3 separate regions of the Mus musculus genome follow, and all the other regions are linked to region 1. The links are chromatin contacts, called in public promoter capture Hi-C maps. All regions are on one chromosome and are shown on one strand. The core of a region is the stretch at or near the end of the contact, and the rest is flanking DNA. Distances in the headings are between cores, read along the strand shown.

Region 1 (3,593 bases), core at 803-3,302:
GACTTCACCTATTTTTCTATTATTCTTGATGTTTATGAATGTTACAGATGTAAGATATTCAACTTTTTTTCTAGTACTGGGGACTAAACTGGAGGTATCCTGCAAACTAGAAAAGCAGTCTACTACTGAAATATATCTCTAGGTATTTATTATGTAGCTCAATGAACTCATAATTGTCCCACCTAAGCCTCCCAAAATATAAACAGTCTAAGTGTGCCCTGTACTGAGTTTGCTTATCAGTAAAGTGTTATATAAAAACCACAGCATGGTAAGGAGTTTGAGCTAGCTCCAAAAACTTTGACTTTTTTCATTGTGTGTGTAACTCAGGAATTCATTCACTCTATAAGCTATTGTTTACTTAGAGCTTACTGTCTTCTTCTATTCAGGCTTCTGTGAACTACCACAGAATGCCTCTGGAGGGAACTCAATTCATCAGACACTTTGACTTTGATCCAGTGTAACGCATTTTGGTCTGGTGTCTTCTAGAACTGTAAGAATAAGCATATATTGCTTTAAACATTCCAAGCTTGTTACTGATTTAATATAGCACTAATTATGGGAGCTAGAGAGATGGTGTTGCATGGCAATGTCCTGCCAGATGAACATTCATCTTGAGGGAAGTTCCTTAAGACACAAGATGTTCCAAGAGAGGTAAAACATTACATACTGCAGGGAGCCTTCTTAAACAATTCAAAGGTTTCAGGAAATCCCTGAAATTTATCAGACACATTAGGCCCCATCCAGTCTAAGTATAAATATATAGAGACAAGCTAAGCAGCCTAAAAGAGGCTCAGGGAAGCTTAGGTATCTGTGTAGTACTCTCCAGGTTTCTGAATTCTCTGCGCTGTCACCCATCCTGGGCTTGGCTTTTGGAGTTGCAGCTCTTATAAGCAACCCCTAACCTCTACTCCTTGTAGGTAACCGAAATAAAACTCAGGGGTTTTCCATGTTGTATTTTGATGGTATCCTTACTTTGGCCAATCACGTGTTCCCAATCTGAGTGAACAGCTTTTTGTTCATGTCTCCCCCAGAAAATGTCACACAATAGATGGCTCAGTGGTTTAAAGGGCATTCTGTTCTGGAGTACTGAGGTTAGTTTCCTGAACCTTCTCAAGAGAGGAGTCACAGGTACCTGTAACTCCAGTTCCAGGGTTTGGGGGGCTCCTTAGGTACCCACATGCATGCCATACAATCACACAAACAGACACATAAATAAAAATAAGAAAACTAATATAGTTTGGATTTTTTAAATAATAATAATAAAAAGAAAATGAGTAGGGACCAGTAAGACTGGCTAAGGAGCTGGGCAGTATAGGCTCTTTGGGGGACCATGATGATAGGACTGGGGTCAGAGGCTCAGCTGGTGCTGAAACGCAGAGAAGGCAGGTCTTCACCTTGTTTTAAGAAGGCCAAGAGACTAACTAGAAAGATCTATCACCAGCCACATTCCAAAACCTAAAAGCCACAAAACAAACCCAAGAGTCAGGAGTCAAGCAAAACCACATCAGGAGGACCCAGAGAAAATGGAGGTCGGGAACAGGGGAATTCTCAGTCACAGTTCACATCTGTTCACTGTGGACACCAGAGGACGGAAGGCAGTCTAGCTGATTGACTGGATCCCTCTGCAGGACCATCTCGTTCAGGCATATAGATGTTAGCAGATAGACGTCATTTCATTCGTCCCATCAATCTCTGGGCATTGCGCCCATTTCAACCCTGTTTCTTCATGTAGAAGCCAGTTCTAGCAGGCGGGGTGCTTTGTCTGCAGACGAAGAAAGCTCTAGGAGCAAAGGTGGGGATGACTTCAGAGATTCAGGCTAAGGAGCCCCACTGCTGCTTGCATTCCACACCTCTTTCCACTTTCAGCGAAGTGGCTTGTTGACTGAATGTCTGTGTGCATAGTTCAAAGCAGAAAAACATAGTGACACCGTTGAGATACTCACTAGGTCGGTGAGAACTTGAAAGTGAAGTTAAAAATTAAGCAGCCACGCCAAATGCAGATTCTCTGTCCCAAGAGCACAGGGTCAAACCTGGCGGTGTTTGTTCCCACGTGACTCATTACGTTTCTCTGCAAAGAGAGGAAGATACAGGAACACCTTTTTTCAAGGTAGCTTTCTAGTCTAGAGCTTTAAATACTACTTTAATGGTGATGGTAAGTGTTTTTCTTCTTGTAAATAGGATGTTAATTATGAAGCTATCAGAGATGCCTTCAAGGGAGGAAGTAATGTTAAGAGAACTCAAAAACACACCAACTGCTGTGTGAGGACCTCCATTGGGAATGGTGTCTGGCTCTGGAGAAGAGGCTTTCTTACAAAATAACAATCCAATCAAGACTCTAAGGTTTGCGAGGCCACTGGTGTCAAGGGCCACTGTGGATCGTGGTCACTAGCCGGAGGAGTATCACACTATCGGTGAGTATTGGCTGTGGTATGTAGATGTGTACAACTGGCTTTGGATGAAACACTGAACCAGAACAGACAAGGTTGAGCTTCGTGAATGGGCTTAATGAGTCTTTTCCAGTTTCAATATACTCGATCTTGCCTCTCAAGATGAGGAGACTGGCAGAAGCCAGATTAAGATGAAAATCAAGACAACTGACTATTTCTGGAAGGCTTTCTGCCTTTGTACAGTTAAGAGGAGACCATGGTAGGTGCCTGTAATGACTGGTAGCCATAGAGGACAGGATTTAGTGAGGATGGGTTTCTCTCTTGTCCTAGCGGAATTGCAGAAAGCTACACCTGTGCAATTGGCTTTTTGGCATAACTCTGTCAAGAATTTTCCCCTTGGGGTCTTTAAACATTTTTTTAGACTGTGATTTAACTTATAAATACATTGGTTGAGGGACCTCTCAGTTCCTCAGAAAAGTAGAGAGGTAATGAGTTGCCTAGCACTCAAGGGATATTTTTACCCTCATGTTCTTTTCAGTCTGTGGCGAGATGAGCGCTTTCTCGTCCAAGGCAGAACACACTTTAAAATAGAAGTTTAAAACAGAACATTTTATTAAAATATTTTTATTTGCTCTGTGCCTGCATTTGCTCATGAATCTGAGAAGTTCTAACATGGAGTGAGTGGGGGCATGGTGGCTGTCACTGCTGCTGTTAATGGCAGTGACATTTGACAATGTAGAACTCCTTGGAGGAGCGCACCTCGGACTTCTCCTCATGCAAACAGTCCCATGAAGTAATATTGTCCTCTCTTTTCCTCTGAAACAATTAAGGCGCTAAGAGTTTATGAAACTTGCTATGGTTTGTACAGAGTGGAAATTGAGACTCTGAACTTCTGGCTCCTGATATTTGAACAATATGCAACATTTGCTTTGTTTAAATCAGGAGGCTGGGCTGGCAAAATTATGCAAGATAAGCAGGTTGTTAGGGGAAATCAAAGAGTATTAGAAACATTATTGCATAAAGTAATGAGTTCTAGACTAAGAATAGAATGAAGCCCCTTATGCAACTCTGTCTGTATCACCATTCCCCTCAAATAAAACCTATTCCGTGTGCCTTATGCCTAAGCATAATGTCTGTGTTCCCTTTTTCTCCAATACAATCTATATTGTCCCAACCCTTTTTTAAATATAAATTAAGTTCGACTTA
Region 2 (3,593 bases), core at 518-3,017, 1.8 Mb before region 1:
CTAAAGCCTATTAGCTAACAGTTATCTCTTAGATGTATTTCCATACTTTACCATCTAACCTAAGCGCATACTTTGTTCTATCATATCGTGCTCACTGAGCATTTGAACACAGACATGGCCCTGTGGAAGGAGGATCAACTAGACCTTATGTCCTATCCAGTGTCTTTCCAAAACTACTAAACAAGTTAGTCATACAGTTTACACTCTCTCTCTCTCTCTCTCTCTCTCTCTCTCTCTCTCTCTCACACACACACACACAGGACTGGTCCTTTCAGGTCTGGTGGGACTAACTGACTAAATCACTCTCTTATATTCTGATATTGCCAGTCACCGACATGCTATTCTCAGAAACTCTTCTCTAAACTCAGAGTCCGATTTCCACAAGTCCATAAATGTACAGAATTTCCTGTTTCATGGGCTGCTGTTGGAACTCCTTTTCCAGCTTCTCTCTTTGCAAGTGGCTGGCGTTACTGAAGTTCTCAGTAGTGACACACTAGGTCACACCAACTGCTTACAATTTTGTAGCCTCTCAGATCAATAATACTGAACTTGGAATCATTATTTCAACACAATTAATTAGGCTCTATTTTTAGAAATGAACTGCAGAGCACACATATTCTTTACACTGTTTTGTTAAATTTTATTCTTGGGTCAAGTTGAGGACTTTATCCCCTTCGTTACCAGGCAGGCTCTTACCCCCCCTCCCCCCCCCGAGTTTCTGCTCCTTTGAGCAGTAAGATTTGTGAAAACATTATGGGGATTTAGAAGAAAAAAAAAGTAACTTAAAATTGATCGTTTACTTCTGGCTAGCAGGTGGGCATGCACACACACCAGTTAAGCAGCATTAAGACCTGTAAAGTCTTCTAACATGTTCTGCTGCAAAGTGGAAAAAAAAAGTAAAACCTCATCTGTTGAAGGTTAACCAGACCTGGTGTCTATGATAGATTATGCCAGCTTGGGAAGGTCAAAGTCCCAATATCCAAGGCAGAGGCAGACTGGCTTGTCCTACAGTGGGTTTTAATGAGATTGTCTGAAAAAACAAAAAATACTTGATGAAAAAAAGACCAAGAAAGCAGTTTCAAGATCCAAATATTCCTAGAAGGGTTAAACTTGAATGCTTAAGTCCCACGCGGAGAGAACACATTTACACTGGACTGCAGCTTACTCACCACGTGGTTGGAATTAGTACTATCACTTCACAAAGGAGATCTTAGATTTACATGTACCAGCTTCTTTCTGGACTTTGTGTGTGGCTCTGAAAAGAGCCTTTGGGAGATATTGAAACCTGCTTCACTTGGCCTTGTGGTGGCTCTCGGTCTTCTTGGGCAGCAGCACGGCCTGGATGTTGGGCAGGACGCCGCCCTGCGCGATGGTCACGCGGCCCAGCAGCTTGTTGAGCTCCTCGTCGTTGCGGATGGCCAGCTGCAGGTGGCGCGGGATGATGCGCGTCTTCTTGTTGTCGCGGGCCGCGTTGCCCGCCAGCTCCAGGATCTCGGCCGTCAGGTACTCCAGCACGGCCGCCAGGTACACCGGGGCGCCGGCGCCCACGCGCTCCGAGTAGTTGCCCTTGCGGAGCAGCCGGTGCACGCGGCCCACGGGGAACTGCAGGCCGGCCCGGGAGGAGCGGGTCTTGGCCTTGGCGCGAGCCTTGCCGCCCTGCTTACCGCGTCCAGACATATTGTACAACTTAAAACTTCCCTGGTAAGCGTTAGCTAAACAGCAGAAACAAAGGGAAACTCTGTAGATTTTTATAGTCAAGCCAGGGCGCGAAAAAGGAGGCCCGTCATTGGTTAGCATTGTGAGTTCAACTTAACCAATGGAAACGAGGTTTTGGGAGTTGTGTATTCTCATTGGGTAAAAGCAGGCTCAGCCTTTTCTCTGAGTGACCACTACCCAGACAAGGGCATTTCACTTTATTTGCATACGAAGTTCTAGATAAAGAGTACCCGTGGTGTTCCTATCTGCTTGTCCTGTTGGGTGTTCAGCTTTGTTTTCTATTCATTTCTACGCCATGCCTGAGCCTGCGAAGTCCGCTCCCGCCCCGAAGAAGGGCTCCAAGAAGGCCGTCACCAAGGCCCAGAAGAAGGACGGCAAGAAGCGCAAGCGCAGCCGCAAGGAGAGCTACTCGGTGTACGTGTACAAGGTGCTGAAGCAAGTGCACCCCGACACCGGCATCTCCTCCAAGGCCATGGGCATCATGAACTCGTTCGTGAACGACATCTTCGAGCGCATCGCGAGCGAGGCGTCCCGCCTGGCGCATTACAACAAGCGCTCGACCATCACGTCCCGGGAGATCCAGACGGCCGTGCGCCTGCTGCTGCCCGGGGAGCTGGCCAAGCACGCCGTGTCGGAGGGCACCAAGGCTGTCACCAAGTATACTAGCGCCAAGTAAACTTCTCAATAGGGTTGACGTCTAGCACCAAAGGCTCTTTTAAGAGCCACTAAACCACCAGTATTAGAGCTGCAAACATGAATTCACCTTCGAGTACGGCTCTTGATTCCTGTGGCAGGTGTATGTAGTGTTGAATGCACTACAGAGTTGCTTGTCTCGGTCAGGGTCTCCCAGTTTTGTGTAAGCCACAATGACCTTTTGACTTAAAGTTATATTGTATTCTGGCGTAATTTGTTCAAAATCAGGTCAGGGCTGAGGGTGTAAATTCAGCTGGGAGAGTGTTTGGCATACCTGAAGCTCAGCTTAGTCCCCATTGCTGCGTAAGTTTGGATGAGGTGGAGCGCATCTATAATGCTTGTGTTCTGGTAAGTAGAAGTAAGATTAGGATCTTAAAATCGTGTTCTGTGTTAGAAATTCTGGCTAGGTTAGCTTACAAGATCCGGTCTCCTGTTAAAAAAAGTTAAATGGAGGCTAGTTAAGCCAAACCAGACAAAACCAACGATTTAAACCTTGCTGTAGTTGTGCCTGCCTTTATTTGAACCCAGCACTCTGAAGGCAAAGCCAGGTGGATGCCTGTTTGAGGCCGGTCTAGTCTACCGAGTGAGTTTGAACAGTCAGGGCTGCACAGTGAAACCCTGGGGTGTGGTGTGGAGGCAGAGGGGACCCATGGGGGACAATTTATTTAAAGGGAAACATTTTTGCCTCTTCCCTGTCTAAGCTTTAAGGATACAGATATTGAGAATACAGGATGGATTGCTTTCTCCTGGAGGTGATCTTACAGGTGAGCAAGGTCAGACTGGAATATTTTATCAAGCAGAACAAGTTTTCTATCCATCCAAGTCTTTATTAGAAATTTGCCTGTTAGGTTAATATTCTGAAAACATATAAAATGACTGTAATCACTTCTTGAGTGCTTATCAACATGCCAAGCATATGAACCCATTTAATTTTTTTTTTTTCGAGACAGGGTTTCTCTGTGTAGCCCTGGACCAGGCTGGCCTCGAACTCAGAAATCCATATGCCTCTGCCTCCCAAGTGTTGGGATTAAATGCGTGCACCACCACTGCCCAGCCCATTTAATCTTTACACAAATCTGAGGTAGTATTTACTATTTTATTTTATTTTTTTTAATGCTGGAAGCAATCTAGAGGGATATAAAGAAAACTATTTTCAAAGCAAAGAGCAAGGGTGGAGGTAATTA
Region 3 (3,593 bases), core at 656-3,155, 1.1 Mb after region 1:
TCTGGTCCTCCCTATAGAGAGGGTCCCTGGAGATGGATCAGGAGACCTGTTTTCTTATGCTGCATGTGCTAAAAAGGGATTTTTAAAAAATGCTTTTACTGTAATCTTTTTTCTTTTTTCTCCCTCAGTATTGGAGACAGAAGCCTGGAGTCTGGTGTATGGTAGGCTCTACCCCTGAATTATATCTCCAGCTCCAGGTTTTAGGATTTATATGGTTGGGAAAAAAATTGAAATGTTTTGATCACATGCCTAATATGAATTTCAAATTTTGTGTCTGTAAAAAGTTTTTGGACCATGATCATTCATGTGTTTATGTATGAATGACCCCATGGCTGCTCTTATCTTACAAAAAGACTTTTTTTTTTTCAGTTTTATTTATTTCATGTATGTGAGTCCACTGTCACAGTCTTCAGATACGCCAGATGAGGGCACCAGATCCCCTTTACAGATGGTTGTGAGCCACCACTATGTGTAATGAGCCACCATTGCTGGAAATTGAACTCAGGACCTCTGCAAGAGCAGTCAGTGCTCATAGCCACTGAGCCATCTCTCCAGCCCACAAAAAGGTTTTAAATGGACTGTAATAGGGGTTGTCTGCAAAGACTAAAACACTTAGCCAGGTATAATGGCATACTCCTTTGATCCCAGCATTGAGCAGACAGAGGCAGGCAGATTTCTGTGAGTTCAAGGCCAACCTGGTCTACATAGTAAGTTCTAGAACAGTCAGGCTCCGTAGAAAGAGCCTGTCTCAAATCAAAACAAAACCACACACACACACACACACACACACACACACACACACACCACACACACCCCAAATGAACAAAGACTAAAACTATTATTTGCTGTATCTATATTGGGAAAACAAATACAATTTCTGAAACTCACGGGTCCTTCTTGAGGACAGTCAGCTTGAATTGACCAGTCTCAGCTCAGTGGCTTTCTATCAATATTAAAGGACATTCTGTCCCTGCTGCAAACTAACTTTCTCTCTCTCTTTCTTTCTTTCTTTCTTTCTTTCTTTCTTTCTTTCTTTCTTTCTTTCTTTCTTTCTTTCTTTCTTTCTTTCTTCCTTCCTTCCTTCCTTCCTTCCTTCCTTCCTTCCTTCCTTCCCTTCCTTTCTCTCTCTCTCTCTCTCTCTCTCTCTCTCTCTCTCTCTCTCTCTCTCCCCACTGTATTTTGAGACACTGTAGCACAGCCCTGACAGTATTTATAAAACAAACAAACAAACAAAAACCAATTTACAACTAGGAATTTACCTACGTGTGTGAGAACCTAAATTCAGTTCATAGCACTGCAGGAAAAGTAATTTTTTAAAAAGTATATTGGGGTATAATTCACTTAGAATAAACTACACATACTAAGTATAATGTGATGAATATGTCCATGCCCTGGAGCCGCCGCTCTAACTGAGCTAATGAATACGTCACCCTAAACGATTCTGTGCGACCCTTCATAGACACACCTTCCCTTAAACCACATTACCAGACGTCCTTGAAGTTTCTAGTTTTGTAGAATTGATGCTGGATGTATTCATTCTTGGATCTCTTCCACCACGAAGTTGTCTCCATCAGTCTATTAGCAATTTTGTTGGGGTAAATTGTGGAGGTCCCGTTCTGAGACCCAGAGTGCTACTCCTCAGGTCTGTGAATTAAAAGTCTCCTTGATCATTACGGTCTTGCAAGAGTTCTTTATTTTACTGAGTTTTTGAAAGGGAGATGAGCCAAATACACACCAGCCCAATGACAATGACTTTCGGCCACTGTTTGGATCTAAAATGTCCCAGAAAGACCAATGTGTGGGAAGACTTGATCCCCAAACCCCGCCACTGCTGGAACACACTGGAAGCTTTAAGAAGTGGGGTCCGGTGGAAGGAAGTGACCTCACTGGGTGCGTGCCTTCCTCGCTCTGCTTCTCCACCCGCCGTGGGAGCCGTTTTCCTCAGCCCAGCTCTGTTGATGCTCATTCTGGGCCCGGTCCCAAAGTAAGCTGCTCACAACGGTGGACTAGACCGGTGAGTCAAAATAGACCCTTCCTTCTTGTAAATTCATCAAATCTCAGGTATTGTGACCGGTGATAGATAGCTGATAGATAGTGATGATAGCATGACAAAAAAAAAACACATTTTTTTTTTGTCATGAAAACAAAAACTTTAAAAAATGTTCTCAAAGGTCTAACTATGTATGCCCCCCCCCCCCCCGCCCTTTCCTTTTCTAGGTCAGCTTTCTCCCTTGCCCCAGAACACACTTCGTTTTTTCTTAGAGGAAGAGGCTTCTAGCGCTCCCGCGTTCTGCTTTCCCATTGCTGAAGTGACTCCCCGGAGAGCAGAGGTCTGTGGACCGCCCAACATGTAAAGGAAAGTGCCCCTGGTATGGACATGCCAGAGTCTGGCTGTGCTTCCGGTTCCTCGGGATTGGGCTTGGCCTCTGTCCTCGGGACTATTGTAACCCTCATCAACTGAATCTTTCTGAACTCATCAGCAAGCCAGGGGTTGGAGGAGGCCCTCTGAGCAGCGCTGGGGGAATCACCCAGGGTCCTCTTTTTTTGTGGCGCTCTGGGAAGAAAGCCCCACTAGGAGCTTAGTAGCCACAGAGCAGAGTAAAGGTGGGGCTGTCTGCGCCTCTGTCAGTTGCCACTCAGAGGCGGTTCCCTGTGCATTCTGCAGGGGCGAAACCATCAGGTCTGGGAGCGAAGGCTGCAGGCTCCATATTGAGGTAGTACTTGAAGCCCACAGCCAACCCTTTCTGTCTTGATTTGTGAAGCAGTATCACCCTCCTGCCTTCATCATGTCCAGCTGGGACCTGCGAGGAACTCTGAGCCTTGAGGCCTGGGAGCTTGCCCTCTCGTCCTGGTCTCTGCTCAACCCTGGTCAAGGCTCTGCCTGGAGTTCCCACTGCTGTTGCTCCTTAAATGAACTCTCTGGGAGTTGGGGATGGGGAGGGAAAGCTCGTGTCAACATTCCAAGTCTAAATTTGAAGACAGCCGGTTTCCCCCGGGCACAGGGGACCCTGGGGGCAAAATCTGTACGTTGATCTCCTAACCCCCAAATTCTAGAATGTAGGAAGAGATGAGCCCTTTAGGAGTGGTTCAAAATGAAGCCGTCAGGCTGGGTCCTAATCCAATTTTACTGGTGTCATAAGGTGACTAAGCCCCTCAGAGGGTTGGGGGGGGGGCACCTAGTGGGGGAACTCCCACGAGGAACGGGCCACCTGTAGGCCCAGGAGGCGGGGTCATACAGGACCTTTTCATAGCTGACTAAGGCTTTGCCTTCACCATGCAACCACTTAGGAATTCAATGGAGCTTTAGGAGTGACTCTATTGTAAAGGCCAGTTTGCTTAGGTCTTTTGCATATTATGCTCTATACCGCCTAGGGATTCTGCTAGCAAGGCCATTGCCTTGACCTTGTATCAGAGCCATGAGCTAAAACAATACAACTTACCCAAGCTGTGGTATTGTGTTATTAGCAACCGAAAATGCACTCAGACAAGTGTTCACATTCGTATTCCAGGATCGTATCTGGATACCAGGGGCTCAGAAAATGCCTTTCTCATACTTCTCTGTAAAAATAAAAGACTGGAGAAAGTGGCTAACT

The links. Promoter capture Hi-C pulls out the DNA fragments that hold promoters and counts their contacts.
Region 2: a promoter capture Hi-C map of liver shows a contact between it and region 1, with 6 times the contacts expected there. The contact joins the promoter of H2ac12 here to the promoter of Slc17a2 in region 1. A contact is called at or near these places in 3 of 39 promoter capture datasets (hippocampal neurons and liver), 2 of 115 datasets of contacts at active chromatin or transcription factors (fetal liver and large pre-B cells) and 2 of 9 other capture datasets (adipose tissue and liver).
Region 3: a contact with region 1 is called in a promoter capture Hi-C map of liver, with 2.7 times the contacts expected there. The contact joins the promoter of 4932702P03Rik here to the promoter of Slc17a2 in region 1. A contact is called at or near these places in 7 of 39 promoter capture datasets (3T3-L1-derived adipocytes, the HPC-7 cell line, cranial neural crest and 3 more), 1 of 484 Hi-C or Micro-C datasets (B cells) and 1 of 9 other capture datasets (embryonic stem cells).

What each region holds. Positions count from the first base shown.
Region 1 is chr13:23,804,941-23,808,533 of GRCm38.p6, forward strand. Slc17a2 (solute carrier family 17 (sodium phosphate), member 2) reads left to right here and starts at 2,053. Exons shown (of 12, transcript NM_001377113.1): 1 at 2,053-2,411.
Region 2 is chr13:22,033,876-22,037,468 of GRCm38.p6, forward strand. H2ac12 (H2A clustered histone 12) reads right to left here and starts at 1,768. Exons shown (of 1, transcript NM_175659.2): 1 at 1,247-1,768. The coding sequence starts at 1,677. The coding sequence ends at 1,291. H2bc12 (H2B clustered histone 12) reads left to right here and starts at 1,946. Exons shown (of 1, transcript NM_175665.2): 1 at 1,946-2,445. The coding sequence starts at 2,012. The coding sequence ends at 2,392.
Region 3 is chr13:24,903,695-24,907,287 of GRCm38.p6, forward strand. It overlaps 4932702P03Rik (RIKEN cDNA 4932702P03 gene), which reads left to right and starts at 1,906. Exons shown (of 3, transcript NR_045182.1): 1 at 1,906-2,014.